3 separate regions of the Sus scrofa genome follow, and all the other regions are linked to region 1. Evidence: chromatin contacts called from public Hi-C data. All regions are on one chromosome and are shown on one strand. The core of a region is the stretch at or near the end of the contact, and the rest is flanking DNA. Distances in the headings are between cores, read along the strand shown. Region 1 overlaps LOC102158243 (a long non-coding RNA gene). Region 2 overlaps LOC102158243 (a long non-coding RNA gene). Region 3 overlaps LOC102158243 (a long non-coding RNA gene).

Region 1 (4,600 bases), core at 1,056-3,555:
CAGGACATTCTATAAGCAGAAATGAACATTGCCTACACATGTCAGTTACATACATGGATGATTACATGACTTGTATTTACCACCTTAGAGCAGGAAAGGATACATGCATGTTCAGGATGCCAAAATTACTTATGTCAACAAACATTTGCTGAATACTAACTAAATGTGAGACACTGGGCTAGATCTCAGACTAGAGAGACAAGGAATGTAAATTCTCTACCTTCAAAGTGTTTAGAGGTTAAGTAATGGAAAAGGAACACATCAATCAAGGCCCTGTGACCTTTATTGTAAAAACTTTTAAAGCAGCTGGACATCCTCTGAGATCCAGGTCAAGGGAAGTGTATTCTGTCTGCTCAGGAACGTGGTACAGCATGGTTCCCGACTGGATTATGTTGGTGAGTTGACAATAATAGAAAAGTCTCAACTCAGGCATAGCTAGACTATATATAAGAATATTTGAATTTCTTGAGCCCATGCAGCATAATAATGGAAAAACTTGAATTCTTTCAGGTATCTAGGTGACCATTTGTTACAACAAACATGAACATTTATTTGATAGAAAAGAATTAGTCAGACCAAGTCTATTTTTGACTAAAGAGCCAAAATCTCAGCAGAGACCAGAAATACTTTTCCCTCCTCATTATGTTGAGAAGGTCACAGTGAGCGGCTCTATACATATTTCAGCTTTAAGCTGACTTTATCAATACTCTACACATTTGGCCTGAAATAAATGGTTCCCTCTTCTGAATGGGGTATTGCTAGACACTGGGTTATAAAGTGGAGAGCTGAAAAGTAAAATCACGACAGCCAGTTGTCTGCCTGGCAGGGTCAGACATGGACAAAGAAACAGTGAATAATGAAATATCTATTTTTCTAGGAAGCACTGAATGAAAGGCATGGTGGATGGGAAGAGTGATGAAAGGAGGCATTGCTACTACTTAGTTTGTTCTAGCATCTAAATTTTAACATGAACCAAGTCTCAGGATTCAGGACTACCTAAGAAGCACACATTGAAAAAAAATTCAGTGTACTTTCTAACTAAAACAAATGTGATTCAAAAATAATTCCGTTTTCTCTGTGGACTTTCACACATAACATATAGAATGGGTAAGAGAAATACTCAGGAGTGTGTCTGCTTCTTATTTAGAAAACTGTTTAGCGCAGCAAAAGAATGGAATAAATCCTATATTTGCCACTATAGCAAAAGTGATAATAATAGTTCTTAGATGGGCTTTTTGTACTTAAAGCTTATGGTTCCAGTTGTCATGAATGATAACCTGAATCAATATCCAGAGAAGAGAAAGTTTCAGATGGGGGAGGCGCCTATATGTTTATTTTCACAGAAATATATATCGATGTGCCCATTGCTTTCATACTTTCACCTAAATGGAATTCAATATGTAAAACAGAACACCTAAATAAATAGCACATCGGGAAGAAAACGGTAGCTCGAATCCTGATCACTGAAGGAGAGAGTATATGAAATAAACTGGAAAGAATACAAGTATCAACTATTTTAGATCTAAAATGTATGACTCATGTGGTTTACTTAAGGATAGCACAAGCATGTGTGGCTTCAAAGGATGTGTATTGAGGAAAGTGTACCTATTTCATATTAACTCTACAACATTTGCAGTAACAAGGAAACTACAGATTTCCTTTTTTAATATTCAATATGGAAACAAAGAGCCTCATCTTTATCTAATAAAGCCCATATAATTTGACCATTGAGTCTCCCTTATCTTTAATTATGGATGCAAAAAGGCAGTCAGAATTATGCACCCCAGGCATCCTAGAATTTTAGTTTTGGAACAACAATAATGTTCATGCTGCCTCATCTTATCATGTCACAGGTAAGGCTCACAGAGATGAAAATGAGCATCCGAAGTCACTGAACTAGTTAGGGACAAATCCGGGGCTAGAACCTGGGGCACTTTCCATTATCCTAGGCTTGATCTCAGGTCAGCACTATCTAAGGCAGTGCCAGTATAGTTTTGCAGCTCTATCAAAGGAGCTAGATAAACTTACAATGCTTGTTCTGCTTCACACCAAGGAGATCATCTGAGGTCATCATATTTTTGTCTCCAGAGCCTTGCAGATCAGCACATTACTGAAATGCCATTAAACTACAAGGGATGGGGAAACTTTTAAAATGAATCATTGACTGTTTAGGGGGGAAAAAAAAACAAGAGAGAAGACAAAGCTCTTTGAGTCAGCTGGAACTTTCATCAGCTCCTGAGCAGACTCTTCAAAGGCAAGTCATTGCCCAATGAAAGCACCATATTGTTTAATCTCTAAATTGTGCTTCCTCTGAGGGATACAGAATGCCAAATCACCTAACCCAAACATGGAGCTGCTTGGCAATGCAGGCATTGAAAAGAGAGAGCTGGGAATGAGATCACCAAGTAAATCTACTTCCCTATAACTGGATGTACCATATTTCAAGCTCTTTGGGTTGCCTGAGAAAGGCACTGAATTTTTGTCAGCCCCCTTTAATTAGTCTTGCCTTGAGTCTATGGTGGGGTAGGTGAACTTTCAAGCCTTAAACAGTAGAATTACTCACCGGGTGGCTTTTCCCAAACACCCCCAGCCCCAATTAAAGAGCTGTATTTGGTTTGGGTTTCCTCAAATGGCGCTCTTGTTAACACTCATCAAACACAGGAAAAATAAAACAGCAATTTAACTGTGCTCGCAGTGTGAAAGGCTTGTGCAAATAATCAGCACATTTCTAACTGGTTAGTAATAGGCAGAGTGCAAAAAACAAATGACCAGATTTATACCACTGGGCAGGCCTGAAAGTAACATTACAGCCGAAATATATTCATTTACAATTTAAAGCAAGCCTTTCAGTGAATAATTGTTTACATAATAGTGAAGAGCGCTTGTGCCACACAACTGGGATCCATTTACAATGTGTTAACCAAATAATGCATGTTTACAAAAGATTTTGGGCCTGTTTTTGGAGAAAAGAATCATGGTACCCATGCCAACAAAAACAGAGCAGTATGTACAGTTAGTAAATCTTTTCTTAGCTGCGAAATTAGTGTCAAGTTGCTTGAGCCCATAAACGACGTCAGCGTAAGTCACTCTCATTAAATGGATGTGTGAAGGTCGTCTTCTCAAACAGCAGGTTGTTCTATTCTTTTTCTTATTTTTTTAATCAGCCAAATAATGAGCTGGGGGTAGAGTTGCTTAACCAGGCCAAGGGAAGAAGAAAGTAGAATCATCTTAAAACGGCCATCCTGGATTTAATAGCCTACAACAAAACCCTAAGCAGGTCAACTTCATGGTTCAGTAGTTCCTAAAAGCTTGTCTGCTTCTCCCAAGCTTATCGGTGACGGCTGGTGTATAAGAGCTTCCAATGAGGACAGATTTACAGCACCGAAGGGCTTTGTGGTGACAAAGGCGGATCGGGGTCCTTGAGAGCTTTCTGTATTTTTTAGATCCCAGAAGATGATGGGGTTCTGTGATAGTAATCTCTTACACTTTACCATTGACATAAACAGGTCACAGAGCCTGCAAAAGCTTATGCAGGCATCAGGAGCCATCTCTCTCTGTCTTTCTCTCTCCCCCCCCCCACCTTTTTTTTTTTCTGGGTCAGAGTCAGATTTTATCGAGGCAAGCTATCTAACTGAACACAAACCATGTGATAAAACCCAAACAGTGTGCATTAAAAATGAAGCAGAATGGGGCCGGGTTTGTCTCAGGCTAGTGCTGTTACAAGGATAAGTTTCATATGTCACCTGAATGCAAAATTACTATGGTTTTTCATGCATTGATAAAAGTCTCTCTTTTCTTTCCTCCTTTTTCCTCTTTAAAGGAGGAAAGACAAAAAGTCGAGAATAAAAAAAAAAAAAAAAAGACTCCACAATCTAGTTTCATGCTAGATGTATCTGTTGTGAAACCATATGTCGACTAAATAGGAAAAGTCAGGTGAGTTAAAGTCTCGTGGCAGCCTGATTTAAACCATGGCTACACAAACCAGAGCCCTGTCCAGATCTCAGGAAAGTGAATTATATATAATAACACTTACAGTTTCCTAGTACTATTAGATTTGCCTTCTTACATAAATGCTTAAGTTATGATAAAAAACAGGGCCATGTCAGTTCCTTTCAGTCTCAGCACATTTGCTATTAGCATAAGAAATGCTGCTTATGGCAGAGCTAGTCGGGCTTGAAATTTCTGAATTAATGGATTTGATTTCCTCTTGAGACAAACCATCAGCCTTGCAGTAATGGAAATAGATATAGTTGGTAAAACAAATAAAAAGCTGGCATGCAGATAAAATGGGTTTCAGTTTAAAATAGTAATGTTGTAATTGAAGTGAACAATTACAGGGTTGCTCCTAGGCACAAAAGAAATACCATGAAAATGAAGTAATGTTTTTAAGTATAGTCATTTCACGAAAATGTAGAGCTGCAGATGTCATTGTCTGCCAAAGGGAAAACTATACTTATTCTTCTATACAAAGATCATTTAATAACATTTGGCTAATTTTAATAATAATTGCTAATATTAACCCTATATTTCACAGGGAGTGGGAGTCGGAAGACAAAGGCTCCCCGCCCCCGCCGCATTCTTTCCCTTCAGTTGGTACAGC
Region 2 (4,600 bases), core at 771-3,270, 500 kb after region 1:
GTCTGCACACGTATTTGTTCATTTGTAGTATTTACAATTTGCCTGTTGCCAAAAAAATGATTTGAGGTAGCTGATTTGTGTATAGTACTGCCATTTATAAACTGACTGCAGAGTATTCTGTCTCTTATAAGGGAAAAAAATGCTGTCTAATTCCTTTCATTAAAATATGAGTAAACCAGAGTTCCTGTTGTGGCTCAGTGGGTTAAGAACCCAAAATAGTGTCTGTGAGGATGTGGGTTGGATCCCTGACCTCACTCAGTGGATTAAGGATTTGGCCTTGCAGCGTAGATCACAGATCCAGCATTGCTGTGGCTGTGGCATAGGCTCCAGCTGCAGCTCTGATTCAACCCCTAGCCCAGGAACTTCCACAGGTCACCAGTATGGCTATAAAAAGAAAAAATGTGTGTGTGTGTGTGTGTGTGTGTAAGCCAAACAAAGAGTAGAAGGACCAGATTAATAAGGCTTTCTTAAATGATAATTGACCAGTAATTTTTTTAATGTTTTATGTATTTAAAAATATACAAGTGGGAAGTGCTAGAGTTTCAGGATATTTGACTTAATGGAAATTGAGAGGATTTTTTTATTTCAAGAGTAAAGACATCAAATAAGACTCTACTCTCTCCTTTGATAAACCTATGCTTGTTTCCGGTTTTACTAGCTCAAAAGACAATTTCACATACACCTAATACATTATAGAAATCTGCTTATTATAAGAAACGTCATTTTAAAACCTTTACTATTATCACTATGGCATAAAAACAGAAGTTTCCCCCCATTCTACAATGTTTAAACTAGTTAGGATGCTAAATATCTTTACCTATATTTATTCATCTACTGTAAGTTTTTCACTTCTCAAATAGAGATATCATTTAACTTTTGGTAAGAAAATAACTTTCACAATAAGATTGGCTAGAGTCTGCAACAAGTTTTCCATAGAAGGGAAGAAGGCTCTGAGGCGATTAAAATAAAACCATACAAAACAGTGGAAAATGTACTACAGAGTGGGGGAAAATGCTGCCCTCATCCCTGGAGGCTGCAGCCCAGAGCTGAATAGGCCTTTTCAATCTCCAGCCATTATAATTCTAGGTGACTATTCCAAGAAGACATGAAAGGCGTGGTTTTTCTACCCATGTTGAGTTCCTATAAGCCCCTTGAGGAAGGCAGGGTTTTGCAGAAAAGTGTGAGTTCTCTACTACTGAAGTGACCTTGTTCAATCTCCTTATAAATCAGGCAATCTAATAATAGTTGCATTTTCTAACATTAACAAAGCTGCAAAGTTGCACAAGTTAGAGAAATGTTCCTTTGCTTCGAAGGCAACACCCTTTGATGTCCTGTCCCTCTTTTCTCAATGTGCCCCCTTTTCATATTCTCTATTTGCTCTTTAATATTTGATTTTGCATTTGATTCCAGTCATCCTGATACAAAGCTGCAGTGTGAAGTTGAAAATTCAAAAGGGAGAGAGGATATAGCTGCCACCCCATCCATGAGTGAGTCCACTGAACTGTAAATCTACCCTGCATTTAATTACTCAACCAGACGGTGCAAGGATAAGGTCTCAAGAGTGTTGTACTATCATGAGTGACTGAGTCCGCTTGCAGTAGTAATAAGCTTGGCCGCAGCAAAGTTAAAAGGTTAAAAGTATACAGAGAACTTCAAGGCAAGCATTGTTCTTAAATAGCTGCAAAACCAAAAGAAAAACAGAAACTCCTTTTGAATGAAGGCCTTAATTTCCAAACATTAAGTTGAAGTAGGAGAGCTCTGTGGAAAAACTGTGTTTCCTCAAGCAAATTTACAAGTATTTGGGTCAGTAATGGGGATGGAAAGCCACCCTCCCCAAACCAACTTCTACCACATCCACAGTAGTGTTTATATAATGAATAGCAAAGATGATTGCACTTGTGAGATGAATCAGCAATTCCCAATTAAAGCAGCAAAATAAGACTGTTTTCTTTCTGAATCACTGTGGAAGGCAAATGGAAAAGTGACAAATAGACTTTGTTCTCCATCGGTGATGGGAAGGGAATTCATGTTGGGAGCCAAATTTCCAAAGTGAGGCATACTGGGGCTTGCCAGCAAAACTGTTCACACCCCCACAGAGACCACAAAACCCTGCAGCTGTAATTTCAGAAACACACATGTGTATAAATCAAGTAATTGCACACCTAACTATCCACTTGAGCCCATGTGCCTGGGTTTTTTGCAGGTGCCCGGGGCACTTGTGCTATTTGGCTTTGAAAACAAGGTTTAGTTTAATTGACAGGATATTATCAAATTCAAGCTGACTTTATGGACAAATCTCAAAATATGAGGGTGGCATACAGAATCAAGCAGCACATATGAATGTTCCATATGCGCGTTCGGCAAGGTCCCTGCAGCTGACTGAATTCTAAACAACAGAAAGGGACAAAATTAAAATGTCAAATTAGTTCTCATCCGTGAAAGTATGTTTCCAGGGCATTCAATGAAGCAACACTGTTTTGGAACATTCTTACCATGTACCGAAAGAGACAGAGTAAAGAGAGAGAGCACACTAGCCAAGTATTATTTTGCTTTATACAATGAGGTTTTAAAAAGGGATGAGGGGGCTACTTTGGCTCTACTGCCCAGAAGAGCAAGCTGATCCGTGTTTCCATGTTCAAGTTGGCAGAAGCCCCAGCAGACAACCATGGAACAGGCTGCTGGCTGCCCAGGAAAGGGGCACTCACCATAACAGGGAATCTGTTTGCAGACTAAGACTGTGCCCTATTTTTTCCAAGAGAAATTTAGGTTTGGGGCACTTCAGAACAGGTGTAGCTTCTACTAGTGCTCTGCAAATGTTTTACATATGCTAGTAAAAGAAAATTAACGTGGTACCCGTTCTTCTAAAAATTCTGCCACAATTTAACGCGATACATTTCTACACTTTTCACCTTGAGAGAAAGAAAAACATGGCATTTACTTCACAAAGACATTTAAACCATCAACCTCTCATCTCCCCCCATTTTCCAAGAAGTTTATAGATTTGTTTTAAAGTACATATATATGTGTGTGTGTGTATATATATATACATACACATGCGGGTATGCAACACCACACACACACACACACACACAGACACACACACACACATTGTAAACCAACCAATTCCTAATAGGATGATGCCAAAACTCACTAGCAAATAATAAGATACTATGAACAGTTTCTCTCACCATTGTTTATTCCATTTCTAAAGCACCTACTGTTAATACGTCTACGCACAACAGGGAATTAACAGAGGTTCTAAATGGAGCAAAAGAAATTCTACCTCAGCAGTCTTTGCATCTGGTTCGTATTTTTCTACTTAAAATACAGCAGTGGAATCAAAGGTCCCTTGCGAGTATAAAAGGTGATATTATAACTACAGGTAAAATCAGTTCTGTGATAAAATGTCCCATAAGGATTATCTTTCTTAAGACAAAGTCAGTAGTTGACCAGAGGAAGGAAAAGAGAGCTCTATGTAAGATTTTGTCCTAAAAATGTGTGCCAAGTTCCACTGGTCCATTTGGGAAAAATTTCCAGTAAGTCTTGTTTTCACACAGTGATTACCAAAGAAACCCCTTAGGTTTGCATTTACCTTTAGCCAAAAATAACATTTCATTATGACAGTATCAAAATTTGACCCTTCTTTTTTTTAATGACTTACAGATTTGTTTTATTGAAAACTTTAATCAAAGGACTGGTGTTGAGACTTTTAGAACTGGCATGCTCCTTTTGCTTTGTTATCAGGGAACTTGAAAATGTATAAGGTGTTTATGGCCTATTAAAGAACCATTAGGCCATAAAAATAATCTGCCTGTAAAAACAATGAGGAAAGGTGAAATGTACAGTGTATCAAGTACAATCTGATCACTGCATAAAGGCCTAGTAGGAAAGCTATTGATTTCTTTTCCATTGAAAAAATATATTAAATTTCAGATGAACTAAGAGGCTAAAAAATAAACTTGAATCTAATATGAAGGAAAGAGAGGGAGCAATATAAGAAAAAGAATGCCGACAACCTACTATACATTTGAAATTCTGTCGACGTGTGTTATGGGGGATACATATGGAATTATCATCAATAACAGATCCAAGGGATACCCAGAGACTGGGCTCACTGTTCAAACACAAAACATCTTCAAAAATAGTAATTCTTACTTTGGGGTATGAAAACTGCTGTATTATAAAGATACAAAGAATATAATGAGTTTTTCGGCACAGTTTTTTGGCAAAGTAATAATTACAGTTAATTGTTAATAATTGTGTTATATATAATCATATAACTATATTGTTACATAATGGTGTTATAAATTAGTTTAATAATAATTATTTACTATAGATTTAGAACTTGAAACTGGCTTCCTTTTAAAAAATATATTACAATATAATCAAAGTTACTCCTATAATATAATTACTTAATTTAATAATAAATTAAATTAATAGTGTCACTTTATTGAATTTATATTCCCCAAATATTTCTCATGAGAATCTAGGGAAAACCATGAATACTTCGCTTATGTTAATGTATATATTAAATGTACTGTGGCAAGGAAACAGGTAAGAACTAGGTCCCCAGAGGAAACTTATGATATTATTTTAATTA
Region 3 (4,600 bases), core at 991-3,490, 390 kb before region 1:
GAGGTGGGGTGGGGTGGGAGGAGACCAGGGTGAGAAAAGACATTATGCTGCACTTATTTATTTATTCAATGAATTTTTTATTATATTATAATTGTACAATTATCAGAGTTCCCATCATGGCACAGTGGAAATGAATCCGACTAGGAACCATGAGGTTGCAAGTTTGATCCCCGGCCTCCCTCAGTGGGTTAAGGATCTGGTGTTGCTGTGAGCTGTGGTGTAGGTCACAGACACAGCTCGGATGTGGCATTGCTGTGGCTGTGGCGTAGGCCAGCAGCTACAGCTCCAATTTAGACCCCTAGCCTGGGAACCTCCATATGCCATGGGTATGGCCCTCAAAAGACAAAAAAATTGTACAATTATCATCACAACCCAATTTTATAGCATTTCCATCCCAAACCCCCAGCCCATCCCCCTACCCCCAACCAGTCTCCTTTGGAAACCATAAGTTTTTCCAAGTCTGTGAGTCAGTGTCTATTCTGCAAAGAAGTTCACTGTATCCATTTTTTAGATTCCTCATGTAAGTGATAGCATGTGACGCTGGTGTCTCACGGTCTGACCAACTTCTCTTAGCGTGACAATGTCTCGGTCCATTCATGTTGCTGCAAAAAAAAAAACGTGTTACACTCTTGCTGCTTCCCTCCGATTGTGAGTTGACCTCAAGGACTCTTCAGTGCTTTGGAGAGATACTGTTTGAAAAAATTAAGTAGCATTAAAATAATTATGGCTGGTAGACTTGCATACATGTGACAGATCATAAAATTGAACTGTGATAAATATATTTGGAGGATGAAATAAATTCTGGGCAAGTGCAAATGTTTTCAACTTAATGAGTCAGCATGAGAGTCTTGAATTATGAATCACTTCTTTTAACTATTTGATCTGATCGAGGTTTTATCCTTACATTTTTGGATAATAATTTTACACAGCTGCCTAAAATTGCTTTCTAGCCACGATAAAAGCACCCTCTCACTCCCTGCCCAACTTCAGGATCCATCCTCAACCCCTTCTCTCTTCACAGACACTCTGGCCGCCTGTGTGCCCTACATTCCCCTGAGCCCGGGGGATGCATTACGGGCTATGTTGAACATATGCATCCATAGATCCCAGCAACATCTTTCAAGGTCAGAGTTTGAATTTCTGCCCCCTGCGGCCTTGCAGACTGCTTCTCAAAACTTGCTGAGTTAAACGGAGTCTAACACTCAGACGAAGGAATTGTTTGTGGCGCTAGGAAGAGAAAGGGAAATACTTGAGGGTTTAATTTAAAGTAATTACAGCCCTGGACTACTGCCAGTGGAAATTTTTCAGAAATCCCATCTTTTGTGAGAAAGTAAACTCTGAAAGAGTTGCAGGAGGAAAACCAGTTTTTGGGAAAAAAAAAAAAACCAAAAACCAAAAAACCCAAAAAACTAAAACTTAAGACCCGAGTAATTGTTTAAAGGATTTTTTTTCCCCCATGGGTAAAATCTTGGTATTTTCCAAAACTTTCCTAAAACATAATGTGGAAGAGTAATAAGACATAAAGAAATGCAATAAAATTGAAAATTAAGGCTTTGTCTTAGAGAAGTCATAGTCGTTTATGTAGCCATCGTCGCGGGCCTCGGACTTGAAAATCATAGCAATGCAGCATATTCCTGAAAGAAAGGAAACGTGGCCTGTACCTCCTCTCTGCTCTCTTTCTATTGACTTCAGGAATCTGCAGGCAGTTCTTTCGCTCCTTTCCTGTTTGACCATTTCTGTTCCCCTCTAACCTTAAAAGAACCTAATTACATGAATTAGGTTCACTAAGCAATTGAAACTCCTGAATGCATACCATGCCTTGTCTAACCTGTTGATTCTTTTCCTAAAGAAAACTAGTTCTCTACTCTCAATCACCTCCCTAAGCAATCCTGCAGGCAGATGACTCAGGCAACAGTCAGCCAGTCTGCATGCAAAAGAGACGGCAGAACCCAACCTCCTGCCTCCACGATTCACTGAGATTCTTCCCCCTCCATTTTTCACTTTAAAAACTGTCCTGGCTAAGCAGAATCTTCAGAGTTGATCTCTGGACATGAGTCCACCATCCCTCCAGACTGCCAGCTTTTGGATTAAAGCACACTTCCTTCCTATTAACACTTGCCTCTCGAATCACTGGCTTGTGAGTGGTGATCGGCTAAACCTGGGTTCAGTTACAGATTCAGGTGATCGGATAGAAAAGCTGAACAAGCTTCTCTTGAATATCCAAATGCTCATGTTTTCTGAATCAGCAGGGGAGGAGTAAAACAGTGTTGGAAAGTGTAGAATTACTAATGTGTTGGTCAAAGGGATGAGGGGAAGCTTAAATTTAGAAACTATTTGTTAAAAAAAAAAAAAGGAAAACTTCTTTTGCCTGCCTAGAGTATAAAGTTACCCGAAGGCAAAAGAATTTCTGATGCCTTTTCCTAAATACATTATTAGAAAGAATTTTAATGTTTAGAGGCCAAAAAGGCAGATACCATAGGTTCAGTTGACAAGGTGAGTTGATTACTGTTGATACTATTGTTTTTAATGCCTTTAGGCAGGTTCTGCAGTTCCCAGCTGACTGCTCCCCATCGTCTTATTTTTAATCGTCTTATTTTTAATCGTTTTCATATGTTTATCCTCATTAGCCTCTAAGTTAGCAATTTCAGAATAAGACTGTTGTTGTTAGATAATAATAATAAAAGCTATCTTTTTAATGAATGCCTCCAATATGTCAGGCACTTAACATTCACCATTAACCTTTACAGCAGTCCCAAAAGATAGATATTATTATTCCACTGTAAGACTAGGAGCCTCCTAAGTGGTAAAGCTGAAATCTGAACTCAGGGAAGTCAAGCTCCTACATACCTCTTTCCATTCCGCCTCAACTTTGTTCTGCTTCAGAACTAATGTTATGCACCCAATTTGTTGAGTACATGTCACTTCAGATAATACACAGGAAAAGTGACATCTATACTCTGTTAAATTCCCATATGAAAAGCTGCAAGAACCTTAGACCTCAACCAAAATTCTTAAGAAAGAATAATGCATTTGTTCTGCCTAAGATCGGACTAGAAAGAACAGATTTTTCTCTTTTTCCTTTTGGTAATATGGCCCCAGGGCCCAAAGTGGTCAACCGTTGTCATCATTCATTTGGCAGTCCTGTCAAAGATTGCTCAGTCATTTAGTTTAACAAAATATTTTTTAACAGTCAGGGTACATATTTGATTTGGATCCAGGGACAAATGGCTCTCCAAAGGCTTCCTGGCAGGTTGATGACGTGATGCATCAACTGGATGTATCAGGACTTAATAGTACTGAACCATGAAGTACATTTTAAAAGCCCACATACAGTTTCAAATTTCATAGTATATAATAAATTTCATTGCCTTCGACTCAATGATATTTAGAATATGTGATATATCAGTCTTTCTGCTCTGAGATTTAGTAATAGTCCAAGGTTGTTGTCTTCTTTTCAAATGTAAAGTGCTTACCTTGAAATATAGGTCATTTATCTTGGGCTTGGTTTGAAATGGCATATATTCAATCATGGTGTAATGTATAATAGCTTATAATTTAACCAAGGAAGAAATTACAGTCACACATCATTTATCTGGAATCACTAAGAATGGAGATATTACACATAAAGACAATCTCCTAAATACCTTAAAAGTATTTTCAAAATCCCAAAATCCCTGCCTATTTTTATCCTTCAGACTTGATTTAAACACGGTCATCATCACAATTTGACTTCTTGATAACTTTAAGTTTTTTGTATTATTAACCTTTCCATTAAAAAAGTAATAAAGTCCCCATTTGGCTTGGCAGTAACAAATCTGACTAGGATCCATGAGGATGAAGGTTCAATTCCGGGCCTCACTCAGTGGATTTAGAATCCGGCATTCCCTTGAGCTGGGATGTAGTTCACAGACATGGCTTGGATCCCATTTTGCAGTGGCTGAGGTGTAGGCTGGCAGCTGTAACTCTGATTTGACTCCTAGCCTGGGAACTTCCATATGCTGCAAGTGTGGCCCCCAAAAGCAATAAATAAATAAATGATAAAAGAGAGCACTAAAGAAAGTCTCATGGATTTGTGTCTGGACGCACATTCAACTGTCAGCACTGCAGAGACAAAGGTATTGTTTTGCTTTGCTTTCTTGTCAGTTATAATGTTTTCTTCTTCCTTTCCTGCTCTTCCTTACCCTCCTCTTCATCCCCTCAGCCCACTTTGGAATCAGTTTGTTTTCTTATTGTCGAATTTTAAGTGTTCTTTGTATATTTTTGGGTAAATCCTTTATTTGATGTCCTTTGCGAAGATTTTTTTCCTTAATGCATTTTTTTCCTAATGTGTGGCTTGTCTTCTCATTCTCTCTCTCTCTTTTTTGGCTACACCCATGAAGTTCCTGACCAGGGATGAAACCCAAGCCACACCAGTAACCTGAGCTACAGCAGTGACAATGCTGAGTTCTTACACACCTGGCCACCAGGGAATTCCTTCTCATTCTCTTGACATTATTTTTTGCAGAACAGAAGTTTTTAATTATAATAAGTGTTGACATTATTTAGTGTCAGTCCTCCAACTTTGCTCTCCTTCAATTATTGTGTTGAATATTCCAGGTAT

Evidence for each region. A called contact is a pair of places that touch in the nucleus more often than the background predicts.
Region 2: a contact with region 1 is called in a Hi-C map of embryonic fibroblasts, with 1.9 times the contacts expected there. The contact joins two enhancer-like sites. A contact is called at or near these places in 4 of 47 Hi-C or Micro-C datasets (embryonic fibroblasts, epiblast stem cells and fibroblasts).
Region 3: a Hi-C map of embryonic fibroblasts shows a contact between it and region 1, with 1.7 times the contacts expected there. The contact joins two enhancer-like sites. A contact is called at or near these places in 2 of 47 Hi-C or Micro-C datasets (embryonic fibroblasts and fibroblasts).

Annotation. Positions count from the first base shown.
Region 1 is chr2:128,733,781-128,738,380 of Sscrofa11.1, forward strand. The region is part of intron 9 of LOC102158243 (a long non-coding RNA gene); the gene reads right to left. Among named protein-coding and RNA genes, the nearest start is that of ZNF608, 580 kb to the left of the region's middle. Within about 2 kb of position 2,306, at least 7 of the 83 cell types and tissues checked have an H3K27ac peak or open chromatin away from gene starts, as enhancers often do. A contact at or near this core is called in embryonic fibroblasts, where this site is marked.
Region 2 is chr2:129,231,236-129,235,835 of Sscrofa11.1, forward strand. All of the region lies in intron 3 of LOC102158243 (a long non-coding RNA gene), which reads right to left. Among named protein-coding and RNA genes, the nearest start is that of GRAMD2B, 320 kb to the right of the region's middle. Within about 2 kb of position 2,021, at least 4 of the 83 cell types and tissues checked have an H3K27ac peak or open chromatin away from gene starts, as enhancers often do. A contact at or near this core is called in embryonic fibroblasts, where this site is marked.
Region 3 is chr2:128,343,586-128,348,185 of Sscrofa11.1, forward strand. The region is part of intron 10 of LOC102158243 (a long non-coding RNA gene); the gene reads right to left. Among named protein-coding and RNA genes, the nearest start is that of ZNF608, 190 kb to the left of the region's middle. Within about 2 kb of position 2,241, at least 6 of the 83 cell types and tissues checked have an H3K27ac peak or open chromatin away from gene starts, as enhancers often do. A contact at or near this core is called in embryonic fibroblasts, where this site is marked.